Linked DNA regions of Rattus norvegicus: region 1 is linked to region 2. Evidence: chromatin contacts called from public Hi-C data. All regions are on one chromosome and are shown on one strand. Each heading gives the region's core, a stretch centred on a gene start, on an enhancer-like site or on the middle of the called end of the contact. The rest is flanking DNA. Distances are from core to core; before and after follow the strand shown.

Evidence for each region. A called contact is a pair of places that touch in the nucleus more often than the background predicts.
Region 1: a contact with region 2 is called in a Hi-C map of liver, with 4 times the contacts expected there. The contact joins the promoter of Cyb5b here to the enhancer-like site in region 2. A contact is called at or near these places in 8 of 12 Hi-C or Micro-C datasets (the A7r5 cell line, the Rat2 cell line, frontal cortex and 4 more).

The regions. Positions count from the first base shown.
Region 1 is chr19:51,968,060-51,975,831 of GRCr8, reverse strand. Cyb5b (cytochrome b5 type B) reads right to left here and starts at 3,221. Exons shown (of 5, transcript NM_030586.2): 1 at 3,054-3,221. The coding sequence starts at 3,215.
Region 2 is chr19:51,930,560-51,937,488 of GRCr8, reverse strand. No RefSeq gene overlaps it. Among named protein-coding and RNA genes, the nearest start is that of Terf2, 19 kb to the right of the region's middle. Within about 2 kb of position 2,593, at least 11 of the 93 cell types and tissues checked have an H3K27ac peak or open chromatin away from gene starts, as enhancers often do. A contact at or near this core is called in the A7r5 cell line and liver, where this site is marked.

The sequences.
Region 1 (7,772 bases), core at 1,972-4,471, 38 kb before region 2:
CACTGAGGAAGGTGACACAGGAGGACTGCCACAAATTCAAGGCCAGTCTGGGCACCGAAAATACGGGTAAGGCGCTGTCTAAATAATAATAATGACAACGATAAAAGAAATAGCTAACTACAGATAAAGATCTGTATCTTTACGATCTCAAGGAAAGCCTTGCGGACAAGATACAAGGTGAAATAGCTGGCAGTATTTCCTTATCTGAGCCCTTCCAAACTCACTCTCTATGCTCAACCAATCAAGAAATTCTGGGACGTGGACTGTCTATATAGCATATACCATGCTTTAACAGAAAATGTATTGAAAGGCAAATACCAGAAGACAGAGTTAAGACTAGTATTGTGAAGTAATACTGTATGGACAAAAGAAACCAAGGGATCTGCCCAGACAGGCTCCTTCACTCATCAGACAATTATATACTATCAGAATTTCACAGCAACTGATTCTGGTGTCCATATTAACACAACAGTTACTTCTATCCATGTTGCTCTCAACCAGTTGTTTTAAAAATGAAGCTGGGTCAAGGGGTTGGGAATTTAGCTCGGTGGTAGAGCACTTGCCTAGGAAGCGCAAGGCCCTGGGTTTGGTCCCCAGCTCCGAAAAAAAAAGAACCAAAAAAAAAAAAAAAAAAATGAGGCTGGGTCAACTTTAATCTCAGCACTCAAGAGGCAGAGGCAGGCAGATCTCTGTGAGTTCAAGGCCAATCTAGGCTACATTGTGAGTTCCAGGACAGCCCAGGGCTACGTAGAAAGATACAGTTTCAAAAAAAAAAAAGTTAGCCCAGGAGTAGTATTTATTACACAGCTGTAATTCTAGTACTTGGGAGGGAGAGGAAAGAGAATCAGGAGTTCTAGGTTATATCATATATTTGAGCCTATCTCAAAATAACACTCAATAAAGCAGACAGCTGGGCTGGAGTATGGGGGTTTGGTTCAATGTACAGTGCTTGCCCTGTACTAATCTAAGGCCCTGGGTTCAAGCCAAAGAACCTTTTTTTTTTTTTAAAGGAGGAAAAACAAACCTGCGAGTCAGATGTGGTGGCATAAAGTTGAAATCCCAGCTCTAACGAGGCTAAACTAGGAGACCTACAGAAAATTTAATGTCTAGCCTGGGCTATGGAGTAAAATCATGTCTCAAGCATCGATGCTCAGGGATAGAGTACTTCAGCTGCCTGGCATGTGCAAGGATCCTGATCATTCCCTGACCTTGGGTAGGGAGGGAGTCATCCACTACACAAATCAAAATCACCAACTCTTGACTTTTTCTCATTGCCTACTAGAAAAAAATTATTAGCATAGTATCCTCTTTGTAAAACTTCACACTGAGACTCTGGAGGGAAGATATGACTCTGAAAAACTAGCTCAGAAGTAGTGTTTGCCTGGCATGTGCAAAGCCTTCATATACAACATCCTATACCACACGCACACAAAGAAATTAATTTTTCTCAGAACAAAGCTGTGTTATAAGATGTCAGCCATGGGGTTGGGGATTTGGCTCAGTGGTAGAGCTCTTGCCTAGCAAGCGCAAGGCCCTGGGTTCGATCCCCAGCTCCGAAAAAAATAGAAAAAAAAAAAAAAGATGTCAGCCATAAGGGTAGTATTCTATAACAAAATAAAATGATCATACAAATCCAACCTTCAAACTAATCTTCAGTGACTGTTCCACACTGGTTCCCTGGGTTAAGAATGACAGCGAGGCTGGAGAGATGGCTCAGCAGTTAAAAGCACTGACTGGTCTTGGAGAGGTCCTGAGTTCAATTCCCAGCAACCACATGGTGGCTCACAACCGTCTACAGTGGGATCTAATGCCCACTTCTGGTCTGTCTGAAAACAGCTACAGTGTACTTATATATAATAAATAAATCTTTCAAAAAAGAATGACAGACAGCCAAGGAACAAGAGGGAGCGAAAATGTTCAATTTCTTTACTGAGGTGACCACATGGCCAAATACACAAATGGCCTCCTGTCAAACCCCAGGACAGACAGTGACAGTGTTTGCCTAATAAGCACAAGGGACTGGATCCCTAGAAAGGCACGCTTGGGAAGATTAGAAGTTCAAGTTCTACAAAGACTATGTAATCGAGATGAAGATCAGACCCTGTCACAAGAAGGGGCGAAAATTATCTGTTGCCCAACAGTCTCCAAGAGATCCTGGGTAATGAGATTTGATTTGAAGAGCTAACAAAAGGGTTGAAAGCCAGGTGCTGGTGGCCCACGCCTGGTCTACATAAAAGTTCCAGGACAGAAGATACATTCAGAAGGCAGAGGCAGAAGGATCTCTGAGTTCCAGGCCAGCCTGGTCTACATAAAAAAGTCCCAGGACAGAAGATAGGGCTACATAACTAGGCTGTCTTTATTTCTTTCTCTCTCTTTCTCTCTCTCTCTCTCTCTCTCTCTCTCTCTCTCTCTCTCTCTCTCTCTCTCCCTCCCTCCCTCCCTCCCTCCCTCCCTCCCTCCTGCTCCTGCCTAACCAGGAACAGGGTGGGAGGGTGGGAGGAATCTCACCTCATTGGTTAAGAGCACATACTGTTCTCTCAGAAGATTCAAGCTCAGTACCCAACACCCACATCAGGAGGCTCACAACCTCCTCTTACTCCAGTTCCTAGCATTCTGACCTCTGGCTTCTCTAAATGCATATGCCCCGGCACACATACATAATTTAATTGTTTTTAATTAAAAAAAAAAAAAAGTCCTGCCTTCTCAAGAAAATAAAAGCCCCAAAAGCATTGCTTTCTAAGGCATACTTCCTGGAAAGTAAGGAGCAGTTCTGAACTGGGTTCGAGTGGATAGGTCGTTAAGTGCGTGTGCCCTTGAGAGTTCTCAGCCTCTGCGAGCCTCAGTTTCTCTTTATGGAAAACGGGTTGATGGTGTAGCGTGTGGTCTAGCATACTTCAAGTGCTCCGTGCATTAAGAAATGCACGTTGTCACCCGAGGCAGAGACTGCAGTCCCTCAGAGGATCACGGCCCCTTCCGGGCGCCGGACGGCTACGCGTGGCCTCCTCCCCTCACCCGGGCAGCGCGCGGGGGCCTCCCGTCACCCAGGCCCGCACCTCGCTGAGGAAGCGGGTGATATCGTAGACTCGCCCGTGGATCACCATCCACGTCTCCTCCGCGGTATTTCGCTTCGCCACCTCCTCCAGCCGGTAGTAGGTGACGGCGGGGTCGGAGCCCTGGCCATTCCTGCCGCTGCCGCTGGCCTCTGGGGTCGCCATTGGATCCGAGTCCCTCTCGGCCGCTATCTGGGATTCTGCGGCTAACTTCCTTCACGCCGGGCCCGCGCTTGGTCCTTGTCGGCTTCCGTAACCGGGTAAAACCTGGTCTGACGTCCAACTGACCAATCAGAGTCGTCCAGCCCCTTCAATCTTGCCAATCAGGTACAGTGATTTTGGACCGGCACCTAAACGTGGCTGGGTGACAGGTGTCACCTCAGGAGAGCATTCTCTTTGCTCGGCCCATGAGAAGGCAGGGGCCTAAAAGAACAGAGCCGGTCTCCAGAGTGTCTTTTCACCTCCTGCCACCCAGGTTCCCCAAGTCACCGGAAGCGCTTTTTCCCCCTTTATCTTCCCAACCAGAATTGCAACCCCCGTGTTACAAGCTTTACTGTCTCCTCCCCCTCCCCCTCCCCGATTTGGGTGACTGGTTCCCTTTAGGCTCCAAAAGACTCACCAATTAAAATAGGCGTGGTGACCTCTACCTTCCTTGCCCAGAGGCTTGGCAGCCTGGATGAGAGTGTGTTAAGAGAGGACTACGCTCAGCAATTGCTGAGTGCTGGACTCCAGGGCTCCTAGGCACAAGGCCGTAGACAACAGTTGGGGTGAGGGTAGATGTCCCAAGTTTCCTCCACTACAGACAATATATTCTCTAGTCGAATTCTTCAGTGATCAGGGCCTATCTACACCGTTTTAGTTTCTAAATGGCCTAAAATAGGATTTACTTCAGATGACCCTTGCTAAAAGTCTAGGGCATTTGGAATTCTAAGTTAATGGGCAAGGTTGTGAGCCTTTATCTTTAATTGCCATAAAAACTAGTAGGCTGATCATCCTAAAATCATGGCGTTACTTCACAGCCTAGCACTCATGACTCTGTAAACTATTTGCAACCTCTTTCACTAATTGTATGTATGTATGTATGTATGTATGTATGTATGTATTTAGAAACATGTGTCAGTATGTAAGTCTGGCAAGCCTGGAACTCACAGAGATCCATATGCCTCTGCCTCCCAAGCACTGGGTTAAAAGTGCACCACCATGTCCACTTTCTGTATCCTACATCCCTAATTACACAAATTATATACTGTAGTTTGCGCTGATGGTTGTCATAAAATACTGACGAAAACTAGCTTGAGGAGTACAGGATTTATTTGGCTTGCTGGTTCTAAGCTGTCGTCTCCACAGAAGCCAAGGCCAGAACTCAAGAAAGGAACTGAAACAGAGACTACAGGGGAGCTGCTGATTGGCTCACTTTTCAGGCTCCTGTTGAGCTACCTTTCCAATACAGCCCACATGCCTACAGATGGTGCAGCCCATGGTGGCCTGGGTCCTCCTACATCAATTAGCAATCGAGAAAATGAGCTACAGACATGCCCACAGGCCAATCTGAGGGAGGCAATTCTTTTGAGGTTCTGTTACTATGAAGGGAAACCCTTACAGTTCTTAGGATTTCCCACAACCCCTAAATTCAACCATGTATATTAATTTCCAGAATTTCTCCTTTCTGAAAACTTACTGCATCACAAGTTTCATAACAGAGTCTGAGGGAGAACAGCAATACAAGAAGCAGGCTCTTTGTCATGTTTTTTACTTTCATTGTTTTGTGAGGATGTGAGATTTAGAAATCTGTGTGCGCACTCATACATGCAGAAGGAAGCTAGAGGAGTGTGTCAGGTGTCTTCCTCTGTCATTCCTCCTCTGGTTACCTGAGAGAAAGTCTCTCACTGAACTTGGAGTTTGCTGTTTTCAGCTATGCCGGATGGCCAGCAAGCTCCCAGGATCTGCCTTTCTCTATCACCACCCCAGAACTAGAATTACAGATGTATGAAGGCCTGCCTGGCTTGTAACGTGAGTGCTGGGGACTTGAACTTTTAAGTCCTCATTTTTGCTCAGCAAGTGCTATTACCTTCTGAGCCCCTATTGTGGCGTCACTCCCCCCACCCCACTTTTTAAAAAGTACATTTGTTTACTTATGGGGGAATCCCTATAGAGGTCAGAGGACAACTTTTAGTAGTCAGTTCTCTCCTTCTACCATGAAGGTTGCAAAGATCAAACTCAAATCATCAAGCTTTGTGTAAACACTTTTACAAGCTGAGCCATCTCTCTGGCCCTTTGTGTGTGTGTGTGTGTGTGTGTGTGTGTGTGTGTGTGTGTGTGTGTGTTGGGTTTTGGTTTTGGTTTTGGGTTTTTGGGGGGTTTTTTTGGCTTAGGGTCTTATGTGACCTCAAACTGACCCTGTAGCCAAGGATGACCCTACCTCCTAATCCACCTAGCTCCGTTTCCCAAATTCCAGCCACCACTTCCAGCAAGAAACAAACTCTGGAAGCTGAAGGTGTAAAAACTGAATGCTGGTTTAGCATGCCCGAGGTCCCAGGTCCAAGTACCAGTTCTCCTTCAAAAGAAATAAAAAGATAGACTCGGGTGCTGGAGAGATGGCTCAGTGGTTAAGAGCACCGACTGCTCTTCCAAAGGTCCTGAGTTCAAATCCCAGCAACCACATGGTGGCTCACAACCATCTGTAATGAGATCTGATGCCCTCTTCTGGTGTGTCTGAAGACAGCTACAGTGTACTTATATATAATAAATAAAATCTTAAAAAAAAAAAAGATAGACTCAGAGAGGCATACACTATATGTGCCTCTGCCTCCAAGTGTATACATGTATGTTTGTGTGATTTAATTCCTAGAGATTATTGTCAAAAGCAGTGGAAACATTTTTGATAAGTGAACAGTCTGAAAGGAACCTCAGAACACATGACTCTTCTGAGAGTTCTCTGCCACACATGCAGGGACCAGTGGGTCTGGATATAGAACCAGAAATCAACACTTTCAGCAAGCATTTCCATGGGTTCTCATGCAGTTTGTCTATGAACAGTGTTTAAAAAAAACAAAAACAAAAACAAAAAACACGGGGCTGGGGATTTAGCTCAGTGGTAGAGCGCTTACCTAGGAGGCGCAAGGCCCTGGGTTCTGTGATAAAAATACCTTTATCATTCATATGACAATTTATTTAAAGCACTCTTATCATTTCTTTTCTACCCCCAAGTAGGAAAGTTAAGTGCAAGGCTGTTTTTAAAGACCTTGAGAGGCTACAATGGAAAAGTCTTTTGGCACAGGGGGAGGTTGTAGAGGCTTATTTGGAGTCCTTCCAAAGCAAAAGTAGATGTGCCTTGAGGGCCTGGGGACTGAAACTGGGATTTCAAAGGCTGTCAAGAGGAGAGGGGTTAGGACTTCTTCTAGGAGCAGGGACCCCCACCAACTTTCTCAAAGGGATAACAGTAAGCGATGGGACCTCAGAGAAGGAATATACCACAAGCTGCAAGACTGGACCCTATCTGCAGGGTGACAGATTAGCAGACTTGAGCCCCAATGTGGAAATTGTCCTCTCTGCCATAGACTGCTTAGATAGTGACCAATGTGAACTGAGGGCAGAGGAAGCTTCTAGAGTGTATTGCAATGTGAGAAGCACTGAGCAGAAGATGAATATTTATAAGTGACAAGAGTGGTCATCATTATGGTAAAATTATTAGATTAAAATGTTTGGGGCACAATTACCCATACCACCTTTAATCCCTGCACTCCGGGAAACAGGCAGGCAAATCTCTGTGAGTTCAAGGTCAGCCGGGTCTACATAGTAAATTCCAGGCTAATCAGAGTTATACAATGAGACACTCTCTCATAAATAAGTAAATAAAATAAGATTTTTTGAGTTATTAAAGTTTTGGGGGGCAGGGGTAGGTATTTTTGTTTCTGTATTTATTTGTTTTGTTTCATAATTCCAGCAGGTAAATTGAAAAATATGCAATGAAATCCCATATGCTTTTTACTTGGGTTTATTGATTGTTAATACTTTATTTTATTTGTTTGTTTGTTTGCTTAGACAGGGTTTCTTTTTGTGTGAACTTGGCTGTCCTGGAACTCACTCTGTAGACCAGGCTGGCCTCAGACTCACAGAGATCCACCTGCCTCTGCCTCCTGATCTCTGGGATTAAATGTGTGCACCACTACTGTCTGGCTAATATTTTTTTAATATTTTGTTTCTCTCCTGTCGCGCCCACCTCGTCCGGCAAGGAAGACGCAACACGGTTGGATTCTTCTCAACAGCCTTTACTGCAGGACACCTTCTTTGTTGATACAGGGAGGCGGCGGCAGCCAGCCCTAAGTGTTACAGCTCCAAGTGTTACAGCTCCAAGTGTTACAGCTTTAAGTGTTACCCCGCCGAGCGGCAAAGCCGCTCGGCTTATATACACAACAGTATGCTAATCTTCTTTCAGGGATTGGTGGGGCATGAGTCACCCCACTGCATCCCAGCTACTTGTCCTCCAGAGATTGGCGAGGCATGAACTCCCATTTAGCATAGTACCGCCCCAGCCAGACTGACGTCAGGTGCAAAACTCCACGCATGCTCAGTACTGTTGTTAGGAGGGCGCCAGATTCACCTCATTATCATACAGCTGTCGCACCGCTCCCTACACTCTCCCTGTTTTTAATATTCGTGTTTATAGTACTGACTTCAGACATTATGATCTTTACTTCCAAGTAATTCTGCATTAACAATCAT
Region 2 (6,929 bases), core at 1,344-3,843:
GTGTATGCCTGGCAGGCCAAAGAGGGTTTCAGATGAAAGAATTCACAGGCCCTCGTGCCAAGCCTGACTCTGAAGGACACCGGACACTGTAACGTTTCAAAGCAGTGCCCTTGACTGAGAATAAAGAAGGTGAGCCAGTGTTTGGGAGAAAACAGTAAACAAGCTGGCAAGAACAGGAAATGCTTACAGAATAAGGTCACGTGCGGCCCCTCCTGTACTTAAAGTTTTATGACGGTTTTAGTTCGGAGCTGAGGAGATGCCCCAGTGGATGAAACTGCTTGCCCAAGAAGCCAGGGAAAGCCGGAGGCAGTAGTGCCCCTCTAGGCACGCCTACAACCATATGCAGGTGAAGAGCAGAGGAGTCCCTCAGCGCCAGCCAGAAAGCCAGAGGCTGACACCTGGGCTCCTCTAAACAGTGTGCACAAATAAATGCTCAGGAGCTCACACAGGAGCAAGGGACTAAGAAGAAACAATCAGTATATCGTCAAGTGGATTGGTAGTTAAGATGGCTCTTACAGAGGACCAGAGTTCTGTTCCCAGTACCTACAATTCTACAGTTCCGGCAGTTCACAGGCATGTGTAACTCTGGATCTGACACCTCTTCTGGTCTTTCACTCACATACATACATGGTATACACTCATACAAACGCACGTATGTACAAAGAAATAAAAACAGACCTCTTTCCCTTTTTTAAATGAGTACAGTGTGTAATTAAATTCATTTTGGACCAGCATGAGATCTCAGAGAACACACCACAGCAATGGTATACCAGTATTCAGATGATTCTTGGGCCTGCCTGTCTTAACTATCTCATCCTGGGTCCATTCTGGATGCCCAGGTCTCCTGCACAGAGACCTAGCCCAAGTTCCTGTGTGACCTTGGAAACTGAGGCTCCTTTACAGTGTCAGTTTTTCCTGAAGATATCCCAGTACAATCAAATTATAGTTACAGGGCTGGCTGTGGTGTTTTACACCTGTAACCCTAGCACTCAGTAGGCTGAGGCAGGATGGACACAAGTTCAAGGCCTGCCTAGGTTTTAGAGAGAGCTCAAGGCTCCCCTGGACAACTTAGTGATATCTTGTCTCAAAAAAAAAAATAGAAAATATAAATCAAAAGAGCTGGGGATGTAGCTTAATAATAGAGCACTTGCCTTGCATGTAATGGACCCTGAGTTCTGTTCCTATTACCTGTTCTCACACACACACACACACACACACACACACACATGCACACATGCACACACTTGTACACATCCATACATACACCCATATAAACACACATACACACGTGCACACACATATATACACTCACACACACTTGCACACACAGACACATACATACACATACGTACACACAGAGAAGATAGTATTATGATTTTTTTTAGCCATCTATAAGAACATTGCTGTTGAAGTATGAAGGAAGCTGGAGAAGTACAAATGCCATGCGTGTGTAAAGACGTGTAGTGCATAATGCATACGCTTACATAGAAAGTGTTTTCTGAGGTGGCAGCAGGGTTCTTGCTACCATGACCGGAGCTCCATCTCACCCCCTCATCTCCTCCCACTGAGAAGAACAGAGCGGCAAGAACAGATCACTGTGGCTAAATTTTAACCTGTGTTTATTTCCCTACAAGTGCCTGCTGTTTAATTTGGCCACTCAAGATCCTTTTGTAAGCCCGTGTGTGAGTCCTGAGCACCAGATCTACGACCTTTGCATACGTGCTAAACATTTATAGAGTGGAAGGGCTCTTTTTCTCCATTAGTGATTTGAGTAAATGCTAACAGCCCCACCACCCCACCCCCCAAAAATTAGTATTTGAAAGATAAACTGCCAATAATTCATCCTGATCAGCTGAGGTCTGCCAAGCAAATAATTTGATAAGCCAATTAATTTCAGAGGGCACTGGGGCTTGTTTCTTCCTGATGCTGATTTTGATTTGTAAAGGTTTTTGGGGTTTGCTCTTGGTTTTGTTTTTTCCTTTAAGTCAGATTATCTCCGTGTTGTACTGGCTGGCCTGGAACTTACTGTGTAGACCAGACTATCCTCTAACTCAGAGAGATCTGCCTACTTTTGCCTTCTGAATGCTGCAAGGCATGGACCACCACACCTAGCTAAGGTTTTATTTATTTGTTTGTTTGTTTGGTGTTTTTAGAGACCTGATTTTTCTGTATAGTCCCAGCTGTCCTGGAACTTGCTCTATAGACCAGGCTGGCCTGGAACTCAGAGACCTGCCTGCCTCTGCCTCTCATGTACTGAAACTAAGGGTGTGTGCCACCACATCCAGCTTAAAATGGGTTTGGTTTGATTTGTTCTTTGGTTTTTGTTTTTGTTTTATTTTGTTTTGTTTTTTGACAAATGCAAAGAGAGCTTTTTAAAGTGAATTCAGCAAATCCATAGAACTAATTTATCAGATGAGAAAACTGAGCTTCAGGGCAAAATCAGGTTTTCAGAATCAGTAAAAGAACCGTATGGGGACATGTTTTATTCAACAATTCCTCTGGCACCTGAAGCTTTCTGTGGTTCTTGCCTTTTGTTTCCCTTCTAGTGTGGTGGACGGTATTTGGGCCTGCGACTGGAAACCTGCGGACACCAACCCTCAGTTTAGTACGATTGCTGCCCCCTGCTGGAAGGAAAACAGTTCACAGGATCCGGAGGCTATATGGAACTTTTCTCAAAGTGTAAATATATATGAAAGTATGCAGCAGGTATGTATTGTTTTAGACAAAGTCTCTGTGACTCTGGATGGACACTAGCCTCAAACTCACTGGAAGCCAAGGATTACCTTGAACGTCTGGTCTTTCTGCCTCCACCTTTAGAGGGTGGGATTATAGGGGTACGCTACTGTGCCTGGTTTCCGTGGTTCTGACAATAGAACCCATATACTCTTGGTAATGGGTTCTGCCTTCTGCCAACTGAGCTACATCCTTAGCTTGCAATGGCTCTCTCTTTGTTTTTCTTTCTTTTTTCTTTGTTTTGTTTGATACAGGGTTTCTCTGTGTAACCCTTGCTGTTTTGGAACTCACTCTGTAGACCAGGCTGGCCTCGAACTCAGAGATCTGCTGAAAGCTGAATTTAAAGACATGTGCCACCATCCCCAGTCAAAAAAACCACAGTAATTTCTGAGGCTAAATGTTTAACACCATGGAAAGACATAAAGGCACACAAGAAACTCTTCCCTGTATCTGTTCCATTTTCTTCTGCCAATTATCATTAATAATCCTTTCTTTGTGTGTGTGAATATGAGCTATATGTGCCTTTGTATGCAGGCATGTACATACATACATACACACACACACAGTTTTTAAGAAGTTTTTATATGTAGCTCTGGACTGCCTCAAACCCACCCATCCTCCCGCCACGTCCTTCACGTGCCAGCATTACAGACATGGGTTCCCACACCTGACTCAATCTAACCTTTTTTTTTTTTTTTTTTTTTTGGTTCTTTTTTTCGGAGCTGGGGACTGAACCCAGGGCCTTGCGCTTCCTAGGCAAGCGCTCTACCACTGAGCTAAATCCCCAACCCCTCAATCTAACCTTTTTAATGAAGAATAGGTCCAGGTGTTTAGTAATACTACCGTTTCCAAACCTGCGGGGACATCGAGAACAGAACGTCCCAGGGAGGTTCACTGGAAATCCATAGCTACCTTCTGTGAACTCCATTCTCATCTCCCAGCCAGGGAAGGAAACAGGACTCATACTTGGAAGGGCTCTCCCATGATTCCGATGCACAGTGCCCTGTATGAACAACCATCATCCTCCCCTTCTTGCTACGGGGCAGCTTCTGTTTCCTGATCCCCAAGTCAAGGCCGAGACCCTTTGCTCTTCTTCCAGAGCAAAGATTGGTGTGGGGGTGTGTGGTGTGAGTTTCGACACAGCCCCAAGGGCGGTGATGCTGGGGGTTAGCTTGTTGGTGTAGGTGTTGGCAGCCAGCTGGGGCTCAGGGAGGGAGCCGCGTGTGGGTGAAACTCAGGAATCCTGTGGCACTACAGTTACAAAAAAATTTAAAGGCCCAGCCCAGGCCTTTATGAAGCACAGCTGAGTCTGACAACCCCAGAGGCAGCACCAGCTCTAGATCTTCTGAGGCGAGGGGTTGGGAGGGGGCGGGACACAGTCCCTCTGGGCCCTTCTAAATCAGATAAGACATAATGTAGGTGAAACGCGGGTGGGAAACGCTCCGTACACAGCAGATTGCAGTCATAAAAAGAGATGACAGATTTCACCGTCACTCATTACCCACCCAAATGTCACGTCCTCTGGGCGCTTTCCCTGGCATTTCCTGCCCCAAGTGGGTGTTGTTTCCATGTGCTCCGCGACACTTGAAATGTAACAACAAAAGGAAAAAATATTACTACTGCCGCCTGAGGTTTCCCGGGTCAGAATGTCTAGCTGCTTTCCTGTGCCATCCTGTTTGATCTCCCAGGAGTCCAGGGATCCAAGGGATTTAAATGACTAAAGCCCCCACAGGCTGTTTAGTCAGTGGGCTTCACTTTTTTTTCTTGCACACTCAATTAACTTTCTAATTTCTGTAGGGCTAGAAACAGGTCTATACCTGGGCCTCTTAATCCATAACGAAGGTGGCACTTCAGAAAATGAGAGATTTTTTTTTTTCTCTTTTTCTTTTTTCTTTTTTTTCGGAGCTGGGGACCGAACCTAGGGCCTTGCGCTCGCTAGGCAAGCGCTCTACCGCTGAGCTAAATCCCCAGCCCCCGAGAGATTTTTGTCTTTGGGGTTTTTGTTTTGTTTTGTTTTGTTTGTTTTTTTTGGGGACCGAACCCAGGGCCTTGTGCTTCCTAGGTAAGCGCTCTACCACTGAGCTAAATCCCCAGCCCCTTGGGGTTTTTTTTTTTTTTTTTTATGTGTATGTTGTATGTGCTTATGTGAGTTGATGTATATTACCTGTGTGCAGTTATCCATGGAGACCAGAATCTTGTGTGTGCAGGTATCCATGGAGATCAGAAATAGATCGCCTGGAACTAGATTTACAAGTAGTTGTGAGGTACCATGTGGGTGCTGGGAACTAAACCTGGGTCTTTTGCAAGAACAGTGTATATTCTTTTTTTTTTTTTTTAAAGATTTATTATATAGAAGTACACTGTAGCTGTCTTCAGACACCAGAAGAGGGCATCAGATCTCATTACAGATGGTTATGAGCCACCATGTGGTTGCTGGGATTTGAACTCAGGACCTCTGGAAGACCAGTCAATGCTCTTAACCACTGAGCCATCTCTCCAGCCCAACAGTGTATAAAGTGTATATTCTTTTTTTTTTTTTTTTTTTTGGTTCTTTTTTTCGGAGCTGGGGACCGAACCCAGGGCCTTGTGCTTCCTAGGTAAGCGCTCTACCGCTGAGCTAAATCCCCCGCCCCCCAACAGTGTATATTCTTAAACTCTGAGCAACTCGTCTGTTAGCCCTGGAAAGGGTTGTTTTTTTTTGTTTTTTGTTTTTTTTTTTTTTTTGGTTCTTTTTTTTTTTTTCGGAGCTGGGGACCGAACCCAGGGCCTTGTGCTTCCTAGGTAAGCGCTTTTTTTTAAACAAAGGTCAATGAACCCGATAGAGGAGTAAGATGCACCTGAGCCCTATTTTATGCCCGTCTCAAACATCGAGATTAGATAAAAGTTTACACATGGGGCTGAGGCTGTAGTTCAGAGCTCTGACAGTAGAATGCTTGCCTAGCGTGTGTAAGGCCTGGGGTTCCAGACCAGTGCCATAAAAAACCAATGTGGTGTACATAGGAGGATTAGAAAATTCAAGGCCGGGGGTTGGGCCAGGGGTTGGGGATTTAGCTCAGCGGTAGAGCGCTGCTTGCCTAGGAAGCGCAAGGCCCTGGGTTCGGTCCCCAGCTCCGAAAAAAAAAAAAAAGAACCAAAAAAAAAAAGAAGAAAATTCAAGGCCGGGGTTGGGGGTTTAGCTCAGTGGTAGAGCGCTTGCCTAGGAAGCGCAAGGCCCTGGGTTCGGTCCCCAGCTCCGAAAAACAGAACCAAAAAAAAAGAAAGAAAATTCAAGGCCATCCTAGGCTACAAAATAAGTCGAGGCCAATAAAGGCCGCTTTGAGTCTGTAGTTTGAGGCAGAGGCAGGCAGATCTCTGAGTTTAACCTGTGCATATAGTGAGTTTCTGTCCAAGCATGGCTACATCTTGAGTCTCTTGAGTCTTGGGGATGGGGCCGTTGTGGGAGGGAAAGACGGCTCAGGTGGTAAAGGCACCTTTAACACAAGCCTGATGACCTGACTTTCATGGTGGAAGGAGTGAACTGACTCCTGAAAGTTGTCCTCTGATCTCCACACACACCCACGATGCCACACAGTCAGCCTCTCACTCAGGCTCATCCTTTTTAAAGACTGAAAGTTCAAACTCTATAGTTTGAGGGCTAGGGCGACAGTTTGTAAAGTGCAGGCGTTGCAAATTCAGAGCCTTGAATTAGATCCCCAAAACCCTTGTAAAATGTTGGGTGTGACTGTAGTCCTGTGCTGAGAAAGCAGAAAGAGGTGGATTCTTCGATGCTCACAGCCTGGCCTACTTAGTGAGCTCCAGGCCGGTGAGAGAGCATTTTGGCTCCTGGAATTCTCCACTGGCCTCCACACAAACCTGTACGCACACCACACACACACACACACACACATACACACACATACACACACACACACACACACACACACACACACACACACCGCAAATGCATGCAAACACATTGTTTGCTTTTGAAATATTTTATTATTTTTTATTATGTGTATGTAGATATGTGTCTTTGTGTGGGTATGTGCATGTGACTATGGCACCATAGAGATAACCATGAAAACCAGAGGCTGCTTCTGAGCCCCAGGCACTGGAGTTACAGGCAGATGGATGCGAACCGCCCCCAGAGGATGCTGGGATCTGAACTCAGGTTCTCGGTGAGAGCAGCAAGTGCTCTTAAACACCAAGTCATCTAT